Regions from separate parts of the Rattus norvegicus genome. Here region 2 is linked to region 1. A link is a contact called in public Hi-C data. All regions are on one chromosome and are shown on one strand. Each heading gives the region's core, a stretch centred on a gene start, on an enhancer-like site or on the middle of the called end of the contact. The rest is flanking DNA. Distances are from core to core; before and after follow the strand shown. Region 1 holds the start of Kcnab1 (potassium voltage-gated channel subfamily A regulatory beta subunit 1). Region 2 overlaps Kcnab1 (potassium voltage-gated channel subfamily A regulatory beta subunit 1).

What was found. Hi-C and Micro-C count contacts between places; a contact is called where the count stands out from the background.
Region 2: a contact with region 1 is called in a Hi-C map of frontal cortex, with 1.9 times the contacts expected there. The contact joins the enhancer-like site here to the promoter of Kcnab1 in region 1. A contact is called at or near these places in 1 of 12 Hi-C or Micro-C datasets (frontal cortex) and 1 of 1 datasets of contacts at active chromatin or transcription factors (oligodendrocytes).

The regions. Positions count from the first base shown.
Region 1 is chr2:151,610,943-151,616,859 of GRCr8, reverse strand. Kcnab1 (potassium voltage-gated channel subfamily A regulatory beta subunit 1) reads right to left here and starts at 2,309. Exons shown (of 14, transcript NM_017303.3): 1 at 1,432-2,309. The coding sequence starts at 1,652.
Region 2 is chr2:151,700,760-151,706,554 of GRCr8, reverse strand. All of the region lies in intron 1 of Kcnab1 (potassium voltage-gated channel subfamily A regulatory beta subunit 1), which reads right to left. Among named protein-coding and RNA genes, the nearest start is that of Kcnab1, 89 kb to the right of the region's middle. Within about 2 kb of position 2,459, at least 11 of the 93 cell types and tissues checked have an H3K27ac peak or open chromatin away from gene starts, as enhancers often do.

The DNA.
Region 1 (5,917 bases), core at 1,060-3,559:
ACCCGACCCCGGTGTGCCTTGCTCTTGGACTCTGTCCTGGAGGCAACAACTCATCTCCCCCAGCAGCTTAGCTATTGGCTCAGCAGCACCCTCCATACACAGGACTAAGGCCATTTCTGTCTCACACAGCAGCTACACAGAAACTGCCAGAGCAGTAGAGACTGGGGGCTGTCTCATTTGGAGAAGTCATTGTATGGGGTCCCCAGTCCATCAGGAAAGGAGAGTAGAATGCTCACAGTGCTGACACTTCAGGGGAGAAGATCACAGTCAGGGGGTTTATTTGGTGGTTTGTCCTCACCCTGCAGTTGTGGCTCAGAGCTACTGCTATGGCTGGCTTCCTCCCACTTTGTTCACAGGTTTTCTTTCTCAGTGGCTTGACACCATCAGAAGGACAAGACTCGCTGTTACCATGGAAGGCTTCCATTAACTCCGCAGATGAACTTTCATCAAGGGCAACTTTTATAGAGAAGTTTCAATGCTTACTTCACACAGACAGCACAGGTCTTAAACATACAGTATTTTAATTGTCCTGAGTTCGTCTTATCCTAAACTCTGGTCCCTAGCAAATGAGGGAAAGAATAAAAGAAAGCAGTGAACAGTTCCACCTGCAAATGAGAATAGCCAAAGATCTCGGAGGATGTCAGCGCCTGCTCTTCTCTGGATCCCTAAACACTTAGGAGAAGTGCAGGGGAACTACAGAGCGCAGGTCCAGAGTGCTGGTGCCAAGCAAACAATGAAGTGGCAGGAATTGCGTTATGGAATGGTGAACTGTTTTTACTACAGGAAGATTTCTGTCTATGAAAACAAGACTTCCTTGTGATACAGGAAACAGGAACGCAGACACCCCTGGGCATTGAAAAGCTGGTCCTCTGTATTTAAGTCGCACTCACACTTCATTCACTTCAGGCAGTAATTTAGATTTAAATACAGCAGTGCTCACTCTGTAATTTACCATTATAGGTGTTTCTTGCTACCCCAAACCTTCCTTAAAGGCTGGGCTTAGCATGCTGCCTTGGTCTCTCAAAGGTAAGAAAGAGTGAGGTGTGGGATGGGAAACTGTCCTGAAAAGCATATGCGTAGATCTACACATCAAGCCGGACAAACACTTCTGCTCTTGACAAACTGTCCTGGTAGGAAAGAGTTTCAAGCTCCTCCATGTGTTTTCTCCGCTGTCTGGAATTCATTAAGGTCCTAAGGTGTTCATAACACTTAGAATATACAAAATGGGCCACATCTTAAAAATCGCACACAAGCATGCACAGCAGCTGGGACTTTTTCACCCTTCCCCCTACAAAAGGCTAATTTAAAAGCAAACACCTGAGAATTCTAAATTAAGCAAACCAGCGCTGAGTTAAGTCACTTCAAACACGAAGAAACTGGCTGACCGAACCTTCAAAGAACACAGAAACCCCGGGCAGAGGGACCTCATACCTATATTTCATGCCAGTCTGCTTTGCAGTGGACTCTTTGAGAGAAATGTGATGCTGAGGGGTGAAGGTCCCCAGGCTGCGAGCGATGATAGCGACAGTGCGGAATTTGGCCCGGGCTGCGTTCACCACATTGGGGGCGGTGGAGCTCTGCTTGCTCAGAAGTCGGTCCTCACCATTTCGACTCTTCAAATTGTGCTCTGTGCAGGCTATGGAGACTTGCATTGCTTCCCCGGACAGCGCAAGGTCCTCTCAGAACCCCACAGCACAGGCGGTCGGCAGAGGGTGAGCAGTTGGAGGGGATTTCGGCTGTCTTTTAACCCCTCTTGCCCCCCTTCCTGGATGCCTTCGGAGGAGTCCCAGCAGCTGACTTCAGAACCCACACACAGTGGCAGGAGAGGCTGAGGTGTAGGACAGAGTCCCTGGGACCCAAAGAAGTAAACAGCCAAGCTGGAAGTTGTCTCAGCAGCTGGAGCGCATATCAGCGTCCCCAATCTTCCCAGGTTGTGATCTCGGCTGATTAAACAGCCAGATCCATGTGGTCAGGAGGCTGGTGCAGAAGCCTAGAGCTGAGCATTCATGGTGACTGCACACAGCCCTGCCTGGAGCCAGTCCGAGGTGCCTGAATGCAGAGGGCTGGTTTCTGGGCGCTGGCTCAAAGCAACGCAGGCATACCGCAAGACGCGCTGCCAGCACCCTCTGGATCACAGGCAGGAGGCTCAACTGGAGAGGAGCATCCCAAGAAGCAGCTAACAGCAAGCAGGGCCCCGCGGACCCGTGGTCTCCATCCACTCTGCCTGTCAACTACCTCCCTCCGGAACTTCGGAGGATGCGGAGGTGGAGGCTTCTCAAGACCCCTCCCCACTCATCCTCGGACAAAAGCTGGGTCTCCGGAGCCAGCACTTACTTGGTTAGCGACTGCATAGAATTGCTGGGAGGTCCCTTTAAGGAGCGCCTTGCCTTTGTGTGCAGTGGGAAGGAAAGATCACTGTGACCACTCCTTACTGGAACAGTACCGGGAGGGTTGATCCGTCAGGGGGCTCTGCCTAGATGCCACCAAATCTTGCTGCAGCACAAGAGTTGAGACGGGGGAAGGCTGAGTGGGGTGCTCCCAGAACAGCACGCTACTGATTAACACGTGAATACTCTTTTGACTTGCTGGAACACAGCTTGGAATTCTGCTATTAGCCCTGTCAGGGTTCATATCGCCTCTGCATGTTATTTCTTATGCAGATAAGTTAGAAGTTTCCTGAAAAGCCACAGTGCAGTCTAGTTGCAGTGGGGTCTGCTAACTTACTGCAAATTTATTTAAAATACCAGAGACATCTGGAATGCTGCAGGGAGCATGGGTCCTTCACACTGGAGGGGACAGGCAGGGGTGGGTGCAATGGGGGAGAAACAGGTCAACATTAAGGCCCAGAAGGTTCAGAAAAGTAGCAGGATCCAAATATACCATTCTTAAGAGTGGTACCCACACTGGGTACACCAGAACGAAGGAATGAATTTCAGGAGCCCAGAGAATATTCTTCATTTTGATCCATTACCCACATTTCAGGGGAGTTTCTCTTAGTCTGCTCCTGGGAAGCATGACAACGTCCAGAGTTTCAGGAGGAAGCCATGAAAACTCAGGCAGACCTCCTAGAGGTATGAGACTCCCCTGTGGCAGGGACAATGGGTCTGATTTGATTAGCAGAAGTTCAGGAAGCATGTGCAGGGATGACATTCCCTGCCTGTATAAATTAATAAATAAAACAGTGGTCTGACCACTCCTGTCCAAGTAAATAAAGTTGCAGGAATGAAATCCTCAAGGGGACTCTATGCTTGTGTTGAGATCCACTGGAGACATTAATCTTAACATCTTCGAACTTTATGGAATTGCATCCTTGACCCTCCATATTTTTCACTCTTTCCTTTAGAGAATCAATCAGTTAATTAATAGAGGATGTTTAGGGAGAGAGGGAGGGTGGAAGGGTTAAGTGGGTACCTTCTTTCCATCCAGGTGGGAATACTGGGACATACCTTTCTTTAATCTTTGGAATAAACAGTAGGCAGAGAGGAAAGAGAACATAGGAACCTTTATTTTTGCACACTAAGCCAGCTCACCGGAGATGATCAACGTGAATTGGGAAAGCAGTCAAAATGAGAAGAGGAAGAAGTGGGAGGAATCAAAAGAAACAGCTTTTAGAAAAGGAAAGGGGAAGAAAAAAAAAAAAAAACCAAACCAGCAGGCTGAGAGCAATGGGGTCAGGTGATCTCTTTCAGACCGAGGAGGGGTCAGGAACCAGGGATTTCAACTTGGCAACTGGCTGTGGGGGAGGGAAGGTGGGCAGGGGTTCAGCTGAGAATGCTGCTTTATAGGAAGGACTAAAAGGCCTGGACATGTTAATGTGGCGTTTAGCTTTGTTATAGGACTAGCAGAAAAAAGCCAAAGAACACAGTCTAACCTAGGTCAGGGAAACGGTTACCTGAACAAGACACACAAGGCAAAGAATTTCTGACTCCAACAGGATCACACAGAGTGCTTGCTTGGTCTATGGCAGGTACTCACTCTATAAATAATTGAAAGGTGGTGAGGAAATAAAGAGGGAGAGAGGAAGGTAGGTTGGATGGGGAGATGTCATTTCCTGGATAACTCCACTCTTTAAAAACAACCACTAAAGCAGATTCTGTGCATCCACTTTGAAGTTCAGCCAATGTACTGAAAAGGAGTAAATGATAGCCCCACATCTTCTTCTGCTCCTTTCGAGTGTAGTCCAGTGTCCCAGCCTTTGGGACATACCTCATAGAGAATCAAAGATCTGGGGCCAGAGGATGCCCACAGTGCAAGTCTCTTTCTTGCTGACCACAGTGAGCCTTTCATCTCTGACAGGCAAGGAGCAGTCCCATGGTTTCCCCAGACACCCTCACCCTTCTCAGCATTAAGGGAGCAGTCACTTTCAGGAGCCTGGAAATTAGATCACAGTTGGCTGTACAGTGCCCATTCTTAATAAGTTTGCTAACAGGCCACATGCTAATTAGGCTGGGGAAATTAGACTTGGAATGTGTGTCCCTTCACTGTCACACAAAAGGAGTCAGAGGAATTCCCACTGTGAGAATTTCAGGCTTAAATAGACACACAAACGTGCATAGGAATACATTTACATAGACACACACATGTATACATGTATAGATACAGCTATGGGCTAGATTATCTCATCCCAAACTTCATGAATTGAGGCTCCGGTCTCTCCCCACTGTGTCAGAATGTGCCTGTGTTTGGAGACAGTCTTTAAAGACATAATAAGTATAATGAGGCCATAAGTATGAGCACTAACTTAATATGACATATGCCCTTATAATAAGGACCAGGGCCAGGCATTAGAAGACACAGAGCAGAGTCCTCAGAAGAGGCCAAGCTTACTACTTTGATCTCAGACTTTCAGTCTGTAGAACTAAGAGAAAATATTTTTCTCTTGTAGCTATTCAACTTCTAGTACCTTGTTGTGTAAGGCTGAATTAATACAGGCAGAAAATATAATTTATATCTATAATATTGTTCATAAGAAACTATTGAAGCTTACTAACGTACAAGCTTCTAAAGGTCATTATTAGTCACGATAAATGTCATTAGATATATTCCACACATCCCAAGCTGTTATTAATGTTCTACAGGAAGGTGGTGAGTTCCAGCCCAGCCTGAGTGACACAGCACAACTCTGCCATAAAACCCAAAAGACAGACAATGATTTACAGATCTGTTTTCTGGGAAGGGGTGCTGAAACATGCCCTGGAGAAAGGCTCACATACAATCCCTTTATTCCTCTTCATAAAATCATACAAAGTTCTATGTGGTTACTCTTTTGCTTTTACTAGCATACATTAAATATAAAAAAAGTTAAGTGTCATCATAAGTGTATGTGACATAGTGTGATAGCACTTACCTCCAAATACCCTGCCACTCTCCCACTCCCCACCCTTTCTGCTTTCATGTTGTATAAAGAGTCTCCATTGGAGACTTGTAGACACATTTAGTCATTCCCTTTGTGTCTACTGATCTCCTAAGCTTACTGATTTTCCTTCCAAGAGCTAGCTCAGGATCCCTAAGACAGGAGTCAGCACCTGCAGAGACATCCTGAAGCAGTGAAGAGAGCACCACTCCAGTAGATGAAACTCAGTCAGGACACTTCACCTGTAACTTAGGAGTAACCTGCAGCTTTCTCTCACTCCTTTCCCTCAGCTGAAGCATTTGCAGATGAGGTGCGCGCGCGCGCGCGCGCGCGTGTGTGTGTGTGTGTGTGTGTGTGTGTGTGTGTGTGTGACTTTATTATGAAGACCTCTGTGTTTTGTTCTATAGATGACTCTGTCCCTAGCCCTCCTTTGAATACAGCTTACAAAGAAACCATACTGCCATCATGAGTGCTAGACATAAATTTAATTTAGAAAATCTAAATATCAACTTAAAAAATTTCCCAATTACCCAGAAAAAAATGGTTTAGTCAATTTCTTCCCAG
Region 2 (5,795 bases), core at 1,210-3,709, 90 kb before region 1:
TCCCAGAACTGTCCTTTGTATTATCTCTTCCCTCTGAACATGGCTGAACTCAGTGACTTGCTCTGAGCTGATAGAGTTGAGCAGACATGTGTCACATGAGACTGTGTCACAGAGGATTGGCTTCCTTCTTTGCTGACCCTCCCTTTTCCGTTTAACAGGAGCAAGCCTTCATGTTGTGCACATCTCCAAAGACAGGCTCGCACAGCAGGAACTGATGAACAACTCTGGCCAAGAGCCAGAGACAAGCCAAGGCATGCCTACATCCTAGTGAGCTTGGAAATGGGTCTTCCCTGGCTAAATCGTGAGATGGAACGGCTCAGGTCAGTATCTCGACTGCAGCTTTCTGATGATACCTGAGCCACAGTCAATACCTTCTTGGACTTCTAATCCCCAGAGATGGTGCCACAACAAATACAGCTTAAGCTGTTAGACTTGGAGAGACTTGTCTCACAGCAATGTACAATTAGTACAACTTCTAACACCAGTGATAACAGATTCACTTTTCTGAAAGCATCAGGAGACTGAGATCTGGTTCTACTGCCTCCTTCTATGTCTGATGCCCAGCATGCTGCTTGGCAAATTCAGAAACCCAAACAGATTTTGGGAATGGAAGAAGGAAGGAAAACAATAACAAGAAAGAGGAAGAGTGAAAGGCTGGCACCAGTAAAGAAATGGAGACTTGAGTTGCAGGTTACCTGACAGAACTGAGAATTAAGTCAACTGTCCTAGACTTATAGTCACTCAAATGATTTTACTTCCTGTCTTAGGGAATCTATTGATGTGATAAAACAGGATGACCAAAGGCACCAAGTGGAAGAAAGAGTTTATTTTTTCTTTAAACTCTCAGGTCTCACTCGATCATTGAGAACATTCAGACAGGACCCAAAGCAGGAAGTGATAGAGAAACCATGAAGAAACTCTGCTTGCTGGTCTGCTCTTCATCACTTGCTCAGTTTGTGTTTTCATAGGACTTGGGGGCAGCAGCACTCACCATGGGTTGAGCGTTAATCAAGATTGTCCAGCAGATTTACCCACAACACTATCTTATGAAGTCATTTTCACAATTGAGATTCCCCTTCTCAAATAAATCTGGCTTGAATCAAGCTGACATAAATCTAACCAACATGTTTCTATTTCTGACATAATTTTATACTTGGTGAATTGCTTAACATGCTCTTAGCAGAGTTCTCCTCTCAGATACGTGCTAGAACCTTTGTTGAACGTGGGAGTGTAGAATGCCCATTCTGTTAGGTGGCTGGGCCTGGCTGGCCATGTGTGTTTCTGGAAGGGAGGCTCAGCTCCGTGATCAGCTCCTGGCAGCCTACACATTGCCTTGATCATGGGGCCTACTTCCCACTGCTGAGGATGCCTGAGGCAGAAGCAGGTCAGCATGGTAGAAACAGCAGGGCTTTGTGAGTGTCAGCTGGTTGGGGGGAGTGCGGAGGGGATGCTACTTCCAAGAAAAGGTGTACCCTCTGTGCAGAGCTTTCCTTCTGATGTTGGGGAACATTTCCCTCTCTGTCCAAGAAGCCAGGAACATCAGGAGAATGTGGAATAGATACACAGATGCTCACTTGCAGACTTGGAGAGGAAGCACTTTGGGAGGAGATAATAACTTTTGAAGAATTGGTGTTCTGATTTAAGACTCCAGACAGCAGTCTTTAGAGCAGGGCAAGGAGAGGCCTGAGGGAAATAGGAGAGCTTGACATTGATGTGAGTCTAAGAGGATCCATAGATGAGGAGTAACTGGTCAGTGCTCTCACAGATCTGTATGCGGAGGGGAGGCTGATGCGAACAGTCAGGCAACAGTGTCTCCTCTATCTCTTACTGCAGCCACCTGTTCTCTAGCCTTCACCCTGGGTTTTCAGTCTGGTAGAGCCTCCTGGTATGGCCTTACTGTGGCACAGAGACCACAAGTCGGCACCCAGTTGTATGAGGGTAGCCAGAATCTAAGGATACTCCACTGGTGAAATGTGTTACAAGAACAGAACTGACAGACTCAAGGCTTAATGGGAACAACAGTAGCTCAGCCCCAACTTGCCCCTGCACCATGGGAATCCTCCAGAAAGATGTATTGTCCTAGAGGAAGGGGGGGGCACTGAACTGAAGTTTCACAGGAGCTCAGACACAGAGGCATGAAGAACATGGCAGGTCTCGCTCAGCTCAGCTGGTGCAGTGAGGTACTTAGCTACATCAGGGCCCTTCATTTGCCAGGAAGGCAAGTAGGGGAGGTGTGGGGAGAGAGGTACTTCTCTAATAACCAAAACCCGAGTCCCCTCTACCTTCAAAGGGCTAGGGACATTCTGTATATGACTCAAAGGTTTGCTCTACCATCTAGGCCCCAAATGAGGCTTTAAAATTGAAGGGGACCCAGGGATGATGAGCAATAGCACAGTGAGGAAGCGTTAAGTTGGAGCTAGACTAGAGCTTTAATTAACATCAGGTGGCTGCCAAGAACTTTGGCTCAGCCAGGCGTGCAAGAGAGACTGCAAGCCTGTGTCTGTTCATAAGTCTCCAACTCTCTGCCCGTTCCCAGGAAACCTGCATGAGCTTCCTTCTGCTGCCACAGAGCTGTCCTGTTGCTCTGCTGACTTCTTTCTCTGACTGACAGGACACAAGTCACATCAGTGTAGCAAAAGGCAACAGAAACATTGCTGGGTCTGTGACGAGAATTCTCAAAGGGCCCCAGAGGCTTTTCCATGTCTCTTTTTCTCTTTTTGTTCCTTCTGAATGGTCAGAACAGGTTCTTCCCTCACTGTACTATCTTTTCAGGTTTGATATTTGCTCACCAACAGCTTGCTATGAACTCTGTGCATATCGCTCATAGACTGGTGCTGGGCCTCGAACTCAGGACCTTGAGCTTGTTACGTGAGCGCTCTACTCTTGAGCTACATCCCCAACCCCTCAGATGTTTATAAAGTTTTTGCAATTATGATTTAATTATAAAACTTTTCCTTTCCTTTCCCCCTTCAAACCTTCTCATATACTTCTCCTGACTCTCTTTCAGTCATGGCCTCTTTTATTATTTACTAATTGTTATTGTATGGATATTATATGCATATGTGTATACCTATTCATAAATATAACCTGTTCAGTATGTATAATATTAATTGTATATGTAATGGTCTGACCATTTGGGGCTGGGCATCCAATTGGTATGCTTTTTCCTGGGGAAGACCACATCTACTCCAAGCTTTTCTCAGTTGCCTATAGTTCTTTGAATAGAGTTGAGGTCCCATAAAATTTTCTGTATCCACTCTGGCATGCTCACTAGTATCACCCTTGATCAGCTCATGTTTAGGAGGTCATGTTGGTGAGGCTTTCTGGGTGTAGTTTCCGACATTACTGTGAGACAGAATCTCCCAGCAAACATCCCGATTCTCTGCCTCTTTCTGCCCCATCTCGTTCTAGTCCTGAGCACCCACAGCTCTTCACACTGGGTAGGGCAGAGCCTGCTTCTGTGGGCTTCCCCTCTAGGATACCCAGTGCCAGGCCAGGGCATATACAGAACATTTGAAGTAAAAGCTGGGCGGGGGGTTGCCTAGTGAGAGTCTCTGATATTCTTTATTAGAAGATCCCTGGGAAGCAAACAGGAATTTGAACAGGGATTTTTGGGTTGAGCACTGATGGAGTTATAGCTTTAATGGGATACTTTATGGGCAGTCTTTCCAGTGCGGTGCTGGCAAGAGCTAGGAAGGTGGCTCTTGTGCAGTTCTCACTGCGCAACTATCACAGGCACACAGTTTCCAGATGTCTCTTTGTTTCTTTTTCTTGCCCACAAGTTAGCTGAGACAGACAAATGTGATAGCTCCCATATACTGGCTGCCACCTATCTTATTCAATGTCACATGATACAGTGTTAAATTTAGGACACAGGAAAAAAGCACATCACAAAGGCTTTTTGAGCCTCTGTTTCCTCTGTAAAACAAGCAAGCAGCAGCTATGAGCAGCAAAAGACCAGGAGAGTTTATCAGTTGCTACTGGTAATGTTCCGTGTAAGCCAACAGCAGAAGTTGGTGAAACCATTCACCTCCAGGGGCCTCACACATAGGCAGGGGCCTAGCTGGTCCAGGGAAGAACGTTGGATGGAAAGCTTCCTTCCAAGTACTAAGGTTTGGACTGAGAATTTGCAAGTGGATAGACTCATCAATAACGAGTAGGAAGGCAGGAAGCTCCTTTCCTGTCACGCACAGGAGGCCCAGTCCTATCTCCATGTTTCTGGGGAATCACATCCACAACAGTTCAACAACAGTGCAGTTTAGTCTGAGGACAACTCATTGGTTTTGTGAGACTAGACCCTTCCTCTGCTATGATCCTTAGAGTCAGGTACAAATGACATCACTACCACCCAAAACACACAGGCTAGAAACACAAGCAGAGCCAGCTTCTCAATGTCTCGCACCCAGTTTTTACCCAAAGGTAAGGCAGCTCCACCTCCACCGTGCATCCATGTCAACTGCTGCTCAACTCTCCTGTCACTGCTCTAATTGGAGAACCCACAGCTCTTGCCTGGATGGCTCTAGAAGCCCCTTCTCTGGTCTCTTTCTTCCTCTCTAGAAGCAGTTCTCCCATCTGTAGCCCGTGTACTCTTTGTTGTCTGAATTCCTCCACCCTTGATGAATTGTTCAGTTTAGGCCCAAGTTAGACATATTAGCATCAATCCCCACCCCAACCCCAAGTTCTTTTTGCAACTTTCTATCTCAATCTCATTTGGGGCTTTCTCCCTTGGAGCTCTTATTATCGCCTCTTCCATTTATTTTATCATTGTGTTTGTTTTTGTTGGTTTGTACCCAGGACAAGGAGGTTCTGTGTGTCCTATTCCCTCTACCTCCACAGTGTCTGGAACATTGCCTGATCTTTGCTAGATGATCCTGATATAGTTGCATTAAAAAACTAAAAAGTAAAGGACAAGGACCCGAACCACCATCCCTGTGTGCTATTCCAGGACTCTTCCTGTGAGATCCTTAACACACACATGTAAACAGTCTCCCTTGGAAATCTCCCTGAAACATAAGCTAGTTTAAAGTATGCAAGGGTAATGTGAGTGCTGAGAAAAATCACAAGTTTGATGAGCTGGAAAATAATGCTTGAAACACAAATGTTACTCAGAAATCCCCCAATTAGTTGTCATGGGAACCCATGAAACAATTTGAGGGATGGAAGTTTCTAGACTCTTTAAGTGGAAGTTCAACAGGTCTTCTCACAGAAGCAATACAATGGTATGACAAATACATTTCTGTATTTTGCAAGCTAACTGGAGAAGGAATCTCTTAGAAAATTACACAAGCCTGATCCTCCCAAGTTTCTGGCTGGGACCCAGTTTTTCATCAACAGTGAAACAGTGCAACAGAGACAGAGGCATCTTCAGAGTCTGAGGGTAAAAGCCTTTCAGCCAGAGTCCCCAACTCAGCTGCCAGGGCCAATTCCCAGGAGCTGGAATTGCATTTCAGCCAAGTTAGAAGTGTCTAGTACTTATCTCGGCAGGGCCCACAGTCGTAGGTACTTGGACACTTGGTCCGCAGTTGATGGTGCTAATTGGGAGCTTTGGGGGGTGTGTGGCCTTGTTGGAGGAAGTACTGTGCTGGAGGTGTGCTCACTCGAAGCTCCCTCTGCTTCCTGCTGCAGCTGGCTTGCCTCAGCTTTGACATCATGGACCGATCCCTCTGGAACACCAAGCCCATCTATAAACTCATCTAAAAATTTCCTTGCTCAGAGTGCTTTATCAGAGTAATAGAAAAGTAATTAGTATAGTATTTTTGACAAATAGCCTAGTATTGCCATGTAATCAAATGTAC